Regions from separate parts of the Zea mays genome. Here region 2 is linked to region 1. The links are chromatin contacts, called in public Hi-C maps. All regions are on one chromosome and are shown on one strand. The core of a region is the stretch at or near the end of the contact, and the rest is flanking DNA. Distances in the headings are between cores, read along the strand shown.

Region 1 (3,926 bases), core at 924-3,423:
AGTTTTTGTAAATTAGGGTCAATAATACCAGGCTTCAATGTTCGACAGATGGAGAGAATATATCAAAATGTAGACTGGAGGTCCATGCTATTTCCTGATGAAATGATCAAATATCGCGCACATAAACCCTACTAAATTTCTTTTATGTTATGTTTGTTTTTACATATGATTTTTTCGCTCCTTTTCTTTATTGTGCAGGTTGGAGGTCGAGGCCACTTATTGATGAAATGATTAGCTATTGCACATATAAACCCTAATTTTGAAAAAAAAAATCTCGTTGTGTTTTGTATTTGATAATTTTTATTTTTTGTTTGACCCTTTTATTTATTGCTTACTTGCCATCATGTATGCTATACATGATGTACACTGTCAGTTGTACATATATGACTTAATGAGACAGAGACTACGGAGGGAGTCATCATTTGAAAATGATTTTATAGAGGTACAAAAAAATATTTTTTGTTCTAATTACATCTTATGTAATAGGTGATAAGAGAATATGTCCCAAGTATACGTGGTGATATTCTTGCCAGGAGAGACCAGGAGCATCATCTGAAGGCACTAAAAGATCATGGAATTGGTGAAATTTATTAATCCACCATTTAACATTGCTTATGAATTTTAATTGTCACACAACAAGGTTCAATCTTTCGCTAACTTTGTAGGTCAACAAACTGTATATGAACTAAAAACTCTTTTCTTGGGGCACAAGGACATTTGATGTGGTTGTGGTGAATTTGTATCCCTTTTATGACAAAGTCACCTCTGGTAACATGTCTTTTGAGGATGGCATTGAAAATATTGATATTGGTGGGCCCACGATGATCAGAGCTGCAGCCAAGGTAACTAAGTATTTCTGCTCTTGGCACCATTTACCATGCAATTCTCACTATGTTTATTTTTTTGCATCTGGGACATATACTGCAATGGTAATAGTGATATACATGGTTGGTGTACTTTAACTCTGGATGATTCCGTTAAACTTATTGCTCTGTGTTCTGACATAACCATAAGGATGTTCTTATTGTGGTGGATCATAATGATTATCCTGCTTTACTGGAGTACCTTAAAGAATGAAATCCTAAATCTAGGACCACATTTTTAATTTGTTTCCTAGACATTGAGTTTTCGAGTGCATGACAGTGTAAATGCTAGTCTCATGTTAACCCACTAAAGAAGTGTGTTATTTCTTTGTTGCTTGTGGTTCTTGAATTGTATCAATCGTTATTTGGACAATCATATGTATCAAAATGCATGTCCTGATGTATGTGGAGTTTTGGTTGTTGCAGTTCCATATGCGTTGTAATGAAATTTGTCTACAATTCTACGAGAATGAGCTTCTAACAGATATATTCTATCTCCATGTACATGGATTTGTATGATGCTACCATTGGTCCCTTCACTAGGTTCTATAGTAAAAATTGAAAAATCAAAATATCCTAAACCCAAAAAAGTTACCTACAGATGTTGGGCATTTGAAAATAATTGAGAAATCAAAATATCCATATGTTGAGAGCAAATCTTGATGTAATCACTACTGATCAAAGTGCACCTGAGTATTTTATGCCTTTAAAGGAGTAGTTGAGGAACTAAAGAAGGAACGATTAGGACATGTTTGTTAGGATGAACTGAAGTTAAGTTCATTCCACTCTGAAATCTTAATAAATGTGCTAAGTCTAGCACCAGTGCTTAAGCTCTTGGTGCACTCTACTTTAATGCTACTTAATATGTATTGTAATCTCAGTTCAGTCTCTAGTTGATATAAATGCTACAATTCCATTGGTAACCACTGCTAAGAAAACATAGTTTGCTAAATTTGATATGATACTGATGTTCTCATGTCCTCAATAACGAGTACTCTATATATACATGTTCATCACACAACATCAAATTATACATGTTTATAATAAGAGTTTACACCACGGATTGGCACGCGAGCAAGGGCGCGCGCCATAAACTAGTAGATGTAGATGTAACTAGATAAAAAGTGTCTAGGAAAAAAAACACCGAAAAGTGGAAGTAAAAACATGTTTGGGCTCGGCCCGACCCGGTTCGACAGCTGCCTCCCGAAACCAGCCCACCTCACCACACGTCCACACGCCCAACCCCAACCAAACTGACCTACCCGGAAAACGAGCCCCCCGACTCCCGCCTGCCGCCGCCGCTCTGCCAGCCAAACCCAAACTAAAACCCTCGCCGACGGCGCGCCTGTTGTTAAACCCTAGAAAAACCAGCGGCGACAGGAGTGGCCGCAACCCCGCCGCCGGAGGGGGCTCCACGACCAGATAGAAGAGGGAGAGAGGATGGGGATCTTCGAGCCGTTCCGTGCGATCGGCTACATCACGGCGAGCGGCGTGCCCTTCTCCGTGCAGCGCCTCAGCACCGAGACCTTCGTCACCGTCAGCGTCGGCAAGGCTTTCCAAGTCTATAACGTAAGTCGCCATCCTACAGTACGCCCCCGTCTGTTCCGCCGTTTGAAAAAAAAATCGACAAGGATTCGTGCGTCGAGGTGGCGCGGTCTGCTCTGGAGGAATTCAGTATCGTGAATAGCGTGAGCAAGTGAATATATAAAATCACTAGAATCTGTTTGGGGCTAGTCTGGAGTTCATTGTTTATTTACTGGTTGGTCCTAGTAGGGGGTAAATGTAGTCAATCGAGCTCGTGATTGTCATCGAGCCTTACTCTCCTCTGTTCCTGTTACATTCCTCCTCTGCAACCGAATTTTATTCTAGAAGCTTGCAATACTCATCTTGCTATGCCCGTTTGTTCTGCAGTGTGCTAAGCTGAATTTGGTTCTTGCTGGTAAGCCTGTTATTTCAGTTCATGTGTACTTTTTAATGTTCCTGTTTTTTTTTGTCGTTTATGAGTTTCTTATGTTATCAAAGGACCCCAATTGCCCAAGAAGATCCGTGCTATTGCATCCTACAAGGATTATACATTTGCTGCTTATGGAAGTGATATTGCAGTTTTCAAAAGGACTGACCAGGTACGGAAATTGCTGTGCTTCCATTACCTAAACTTTTGCTATCTGTCCACATAAGTTATACTGCTCCCTTGGCTGTCCAAACTCGTTCTTCTTTACTAGAAGGCTAGAAGCCTTGTTCTTTTTTTAATGATTATAAAGTAGTTAAGATGTGCTATTATTATGTGAAATTAGAACTTTGGCAATTGGGACAATGCTGGTCATCTATGAGCTTACAAATGGTACCTCACCATAAATGCTCATCAACTGCTACGTGGACAAACCTTAAGGGGGTGTTTGGTTTAAGGAATCACTACATCCAAATTGAGGTGGTGCATCATGAGTTCATTCCTCAAATTTGGTGGGATGACCCCATTCCTCATATATTAGTACTAACTAACTAACTATGAGGAATGAGATGGTGATGGATCAACTCATTCCATTCCACAAACCAAACAAAAATAGTGAGGAGTGAGAAGATGATGGACTAGCTCATTCCTCAAACCAAACACCCTATAAATTCATGCCTCCCACATTCTCTTTCAATCAGGTGGCTACTTGGAGTAGACATGAAGAAAAGGTCAACATGCTATACCTATTTGGAGAATATGTTCTAAGCGCAGATGCTAAAGGTAATGTATTCATGTGGGCCTTCAGAGGAGCAGAACCAAACACTGAACCAGTTGGAAGCATATCATTGGGAGACAAGTTCACCCCAACATGTATCATGCATCCTGATACTTATCTGAATAAGGTGCTTGAAGCTGTCTGAAGTTTTGCTTTGGAAATAGTATTCGTTTCGAACCTTGTCTGCATTATGTTTCTTTTCTTTTAACAAATCTGTTTCTGTATCAGGTAATTGTTGGTAGCGAAGAAGGCTCCTTGCAGCTGTGGAATATCAGCACAAAAAAGAAACTGTATGATTTCAATGGTTGGAACTCACCTGTTCGGTGTTGTGTCTCTT
Region 2 (4,444 bases), core at 1,336-3,835, 170 kb before region 1:
TCCTCCGAGGCCTCGGGGGCTACACCCGGCGGGTGCGCTCGCGTGCACCCACCGGAACGAAATGCAACCGAGAAAGGCCGGTCCCCTTGCAAAAAAGTGCGACAAAAGCCTCCAAGCGAGTATTAACACTCCCTTCGAGGCTCGGGGGCTACTGTCGGGGACCATAATTAGGGGTACCCCCAAGACTCCTAATCTCAGCTGGTAACCCCCATCAGCACAAAGCTGCAAAGGCCTGATGGGCGCGATTAAGGTCAAGGCTCAGTCCACTCAAGGGACACGATCTCGCCTCGCCCGAGCCCAGCCTCGGGCAAAGGCAGCCGACCCTAGAGGATTCACGTCTCGCCCGAGGGCCCCCTCAAGCAACAGACACACCTTCGGCTCGCCCGAGGCCCAGTCTTCGCAGAGAAGAAACCTTGGCCAGATCGCCACGCCAACCGACCGTATCACAGGAGCATTTAATGCAAGGATCGCCAGACACCTTTTCCTGACGCGCGCTCTTCAGTTGACAGAGCCGAAGTGACCGCAGTCACTTCGCCGCTCTACTGACCGACCTGACAAGAAAACAACGCCGCCTGTGTCGCTCCGACTGCTGTGACACTCGACAGAGTGAGGTTGACAGCAGCTAAGTCCAGCCTCGGGCGCCATAGGAAGCTCCGCCTCGCCCGACCCCAGCGCTCGGGCTCAACCTCGACGCTGGACGACGGACTCCGCCTCGCCCGACCCCAAGGCTCGGACTCAGCCTCGGCCTCGGAAGACGGTCTGCCTCGCCCGACCCAGGGCTCGGACTCAGCCTCGGCTCCAGAAGACGACGAACTCCGCCTCGCCCGACCCAGGGCTCGGACTCAGCCTCGGCTCCGGAAGACGACGAACTCCGCCTCGCCCGACCCCAGGGCTCGGACTCAGCCTCGGCTCCGGAAGACGATGGACTCCACCTCGCCCGACCCTAGGGCTCGGACTCAACCTCGACCTCGAAGAAATCGCCACCTCGCCCAAACTCGGGTCCGGACCGGCCATGTCGCCAGGGGGGCCATCATTACCCTGCCCCTAGCTAGCTCAGGCTACGGGGAACAAGACCGGCGTCCCATCTGGCTCGCCCCAGTAAACAAATAATGATGGCGCTCCGCGTGGTCCATGACGACGGCGGCTCTCAGCCCCTTACGGAAGCAAGGAGACGTCAGCAAAGATTCGACAGCCCCGACAGCTGTCCTTCCGCAGGGCTCCAGCTCTCCTCCGACGGCCACGACATCACATGAACAGGGTGCCAAAACCTCTCCGACTGCCACGACGACATGGACTTAGGGCTCTAGCTCCTCTCTGCTAGACACGTTAGCACACTGCTACACCCCCAATTGTACACCTGGACCCTCTCCTTACGCCTATAAAAGGAAGGTCCAGGGCTCTCGTACGAGAAGGTTGGCCGCGCGGGAGAACAGGCCGGCGCATAAGGCTCTCGCTCTCTCTCTCCCACGCGAACGCTTGTAACCCCCTACCGCAAGCGCATCCATCCGCCCTGGGCGCAGAACAACACGAAGGCCACGGTTTCCCCTTACTGTTCTCCCTCTTTGTGTCCCGTCTCGCGCCGACCCATCTGGGCTGGGACACGCAGCGACAATTTACTCATCGGTCCAGGGACCACCCGGGGTCCAGAAGATGATGAAGGGGGCAACCACACGATTTGTGATTTGCTTGCTTCACATTTTAGGCTTGGACCATATATATGCATATATTTGTGGCAGTTGGAGCCCACACAGAAAATTTGGATCAAGATGTTAGCCATTTAAAGGCGAGTCTGTTTATTTTTGCATAGTCATATGCGCGATCTGCTAGTCATAATATCTATATACGTGTCAAAAGCTCGAGAGTGAAGAACAAACACGATGATTTTAAAATTTCGTGTAACATCTCTCATTAAAGACAATTGAAATGAGATCCCTCAATTAAATTTGGAGAAAATAAAAAAAGCATGGGCACTTTTGCCGTAATGGAAGATTAATTTAGAATGTTTACCCACTTTCTATCCAAACTTATCCGGGAACGCTGTAGATGGACAGAGATGGGGTGTAACATTTACACACCGCCTTACTTAGAAACATTTCAAATTTACAAATTTAAGAAGACATTTCTCACAGTTGTGATTATACAGTTATATTTAGGAGGTGTTTGTTTGGGTTATATAATTTGTTGTTCAAAATTTATTAGATTATATAATCTGTTTAGATTATAAACTTAAACAAACACCCCTTTAAGCATAGACCGTTCACTCAACACAATCATTCCCAATTTCTAATTGCACAACATTGCAACACTAAAAAAGTATTTTAGTCATCTATCCGCATCCATTCATGGTGGCATCAATTTCATATATAGTATACTGTACAAAAAAATCGAACTGAAAACCAGCACCGAAATTCACAAGAAAACGGTAAACAAGAAAAGAATTACCAAAACGTCTGAAAATTACCAAAACACCCTTCTCATCAACCTCATCACCTACCTACACTCCCTCTTCCAGAGAATCCAGTGGCCTCGCCTCTCCTATAAAATGGCGGCTGCCGGTGTCATCCTCTCCTCTCCGCTCTGCTCCCTCCGCCGTGCGCTCGAACGAACTCCACACGAAATTATCCGCGTAAAGTTGGGGAGCAGCGAACCCGTAGCGCGCGCCCCGGATCCCTCCACGGGGGGCAATGGCCTCGTCGGCGTTCCTGCCCGAGCTGGGCACGCAGGTGGTGGTGCCCGTCGCGGCCGTGGTAGGCATCGCGTTCGCGGTGCTGCAGTGGGTGCTGGTCTCCAAGGTGAAGCTCTCCCCCGAGCCGCGCCGCGGAGACGGCTCCGCCGGGAAGAGCGGCGCCGGCGCCGGCGCCAGCGAGTACCTCATCGAGGAGGAGGAGGGGCTCAACGAGCACAACGTCGTCGTCAAGTACGCCGAGATCCAGAACGCCATCTCCGAAGGTGAGGCTGTGCGCCCATGCCGCTGTTCGTGTTTTCGGATTTTTGTGGATCCGAGGGCGCTTGATCGTAGATCTTGTGGTTCTGGCTGTTTAGTGGTTGAGAAGCTCGACTGCTTTGCTTCGGTGTTGGGTGGGTGGTCGTTCTGCAGTTTTTATTGTTTTGTTTGCTTGCGGCGGGAACCTAATAAGTTTTACTTACTCGATTATGGCTCATATCAGTTTGCAGTGCAGAGTCCACCAGGCGCGCGAATAGAATTTCAGGCGTTTCTTAATTCTTTAGGCGGTTCAGTTTAAAACTGTGCTCTCGATCAGCTAGTGTTCCTTGTTTGTTAGTTTGTTTTATGGATTAAGGCAATTCAGTCTAAAACTGTGCTCTCGATCAGATGGTGTCCCATGTTTGTTAGTTTGTTGCATGGATTTTTCCTGCCGTGTGCCTGCACAGTCAGATCCAACAATAAACTACGGATGCTCCCGCTTAACACAGCGCATCTTATAGTTTTTAGCTGCGTGTGTCCTTATTGCGGTAACTAAACTGTTTCTCGTCCCTACTAGATTTTTTTGTGAGATATTTGTGGTGGGGCTGGATGTGTTCATATATACAGATCTAATGGCAGTGCTCTGTTCTCAAGAGGTCCCGGTATAAGTCCTTGCTGTGACCATCCTGTGGCCTGTGCTGTGACCATCTTGTGGCCTGTGGGGATAGGATAAGTTACTGCAGGCAGCAGATACGTTGCTTGCTGCACCTGTGGTCCTTGCTTCCCTAGTAGGATAACTCGATAACGAACTTTCCGTGGATTTGCATTATTGTAGCAGGTAGAAAATAGTTTTGTTTTCAACCGCATCCGCTGAACTTGGAAGGAATCGTAGTCGTAGAACAGACGCACATGGACCAGAGATCTTGTGGTCCATTCAACAGTGTCATGTAAGGTAATTATTAGTGCACAGTGCCTGTCTGAAGGTGCCTGCAGAGTTTAAAAGCAGTTTGTCCTCTGTTGGGTGGGTGCTTGCATTATTGGCTGCCTCATGTTGGTAATGATATTGGCTGGATTCTGGCCATGTCTTTGCTCAGGATTTGTTTCTTACAATAGGATTAGCATTATGGTGATTGGTTTATGCTTCCCTTGCAGAGCCATACTATGCTCATTATCCTTACAGGAATCAGCAGAGTAGTCCGTATGAAGATTTTTGTGAACCAGCAGAGTAGTCCATATGAAGATTTTGTGAACCAGCAGAGTAGTCCGTATGAAGATTTTGTATGGCTCTTGTCCCATGATATGCACATTTTATTAGTTACTTTAGTATTGCTACTTTCTGCTTTGCTTCCCTTTCTCATGAGGAGATGAGGATTACAGTCCATCATTTATTTTTAACTTAGGTATTATTCTGCCTATTTTGATGTTGACATGCTTCTTGGGTGACATGTCCAGTTGTGTCGTAGTTAACATCACACCAATAAAAGAGGATAAGTACTGCTTATCATCCTATTGTATTTTTGC

What was found. Hi-C and Micro-C count contacts between places; a contact is called where the count stands out from the background.
Region 2: a Hi-C map of ear shows a contact between it and region 1, with 2.5 times the contacts expected there. The contact joins the promoter of LOC100280334 here to the promoter of LOC100280230 in region 1. A contact is called at or near these places in 3 of 25 Hi-C or Micro-C datasets (bundle sheath, ear and leaf).

Annotation. Positions count from the first base shown.
Region 1 is chr9:99,342,331-99,346,256 of Zm-B73-REFERENCE-NAM-5.0, reverse strand. LOC100280230 (transducin family protein / WD-40 repeat family protein) reads left to right here and starts at 2,173. Exons shown (of 19, transcript NM_001352155.1): 1 at 2,173-2,432; 2 at 2,775-2,802; 3 at 2,886-2,986; 4 at 3,513-3,716; 5 at 3,818-3,926. The coding sequence starts at 2,304.
Region 2 is chr9:99,509,870-99,514,313 of Zm-B73-REFERENCE-NAM-5.0, reverse strand. It overlaps LOC100280334 (vacuolar-type H+-pyrophosphatase5), which reads left to right and starts at 2,585. Exons shown (of 8, transcript NM_001153260.1): 1 at 2,585-2,949. The coding sequence starts at 2,685.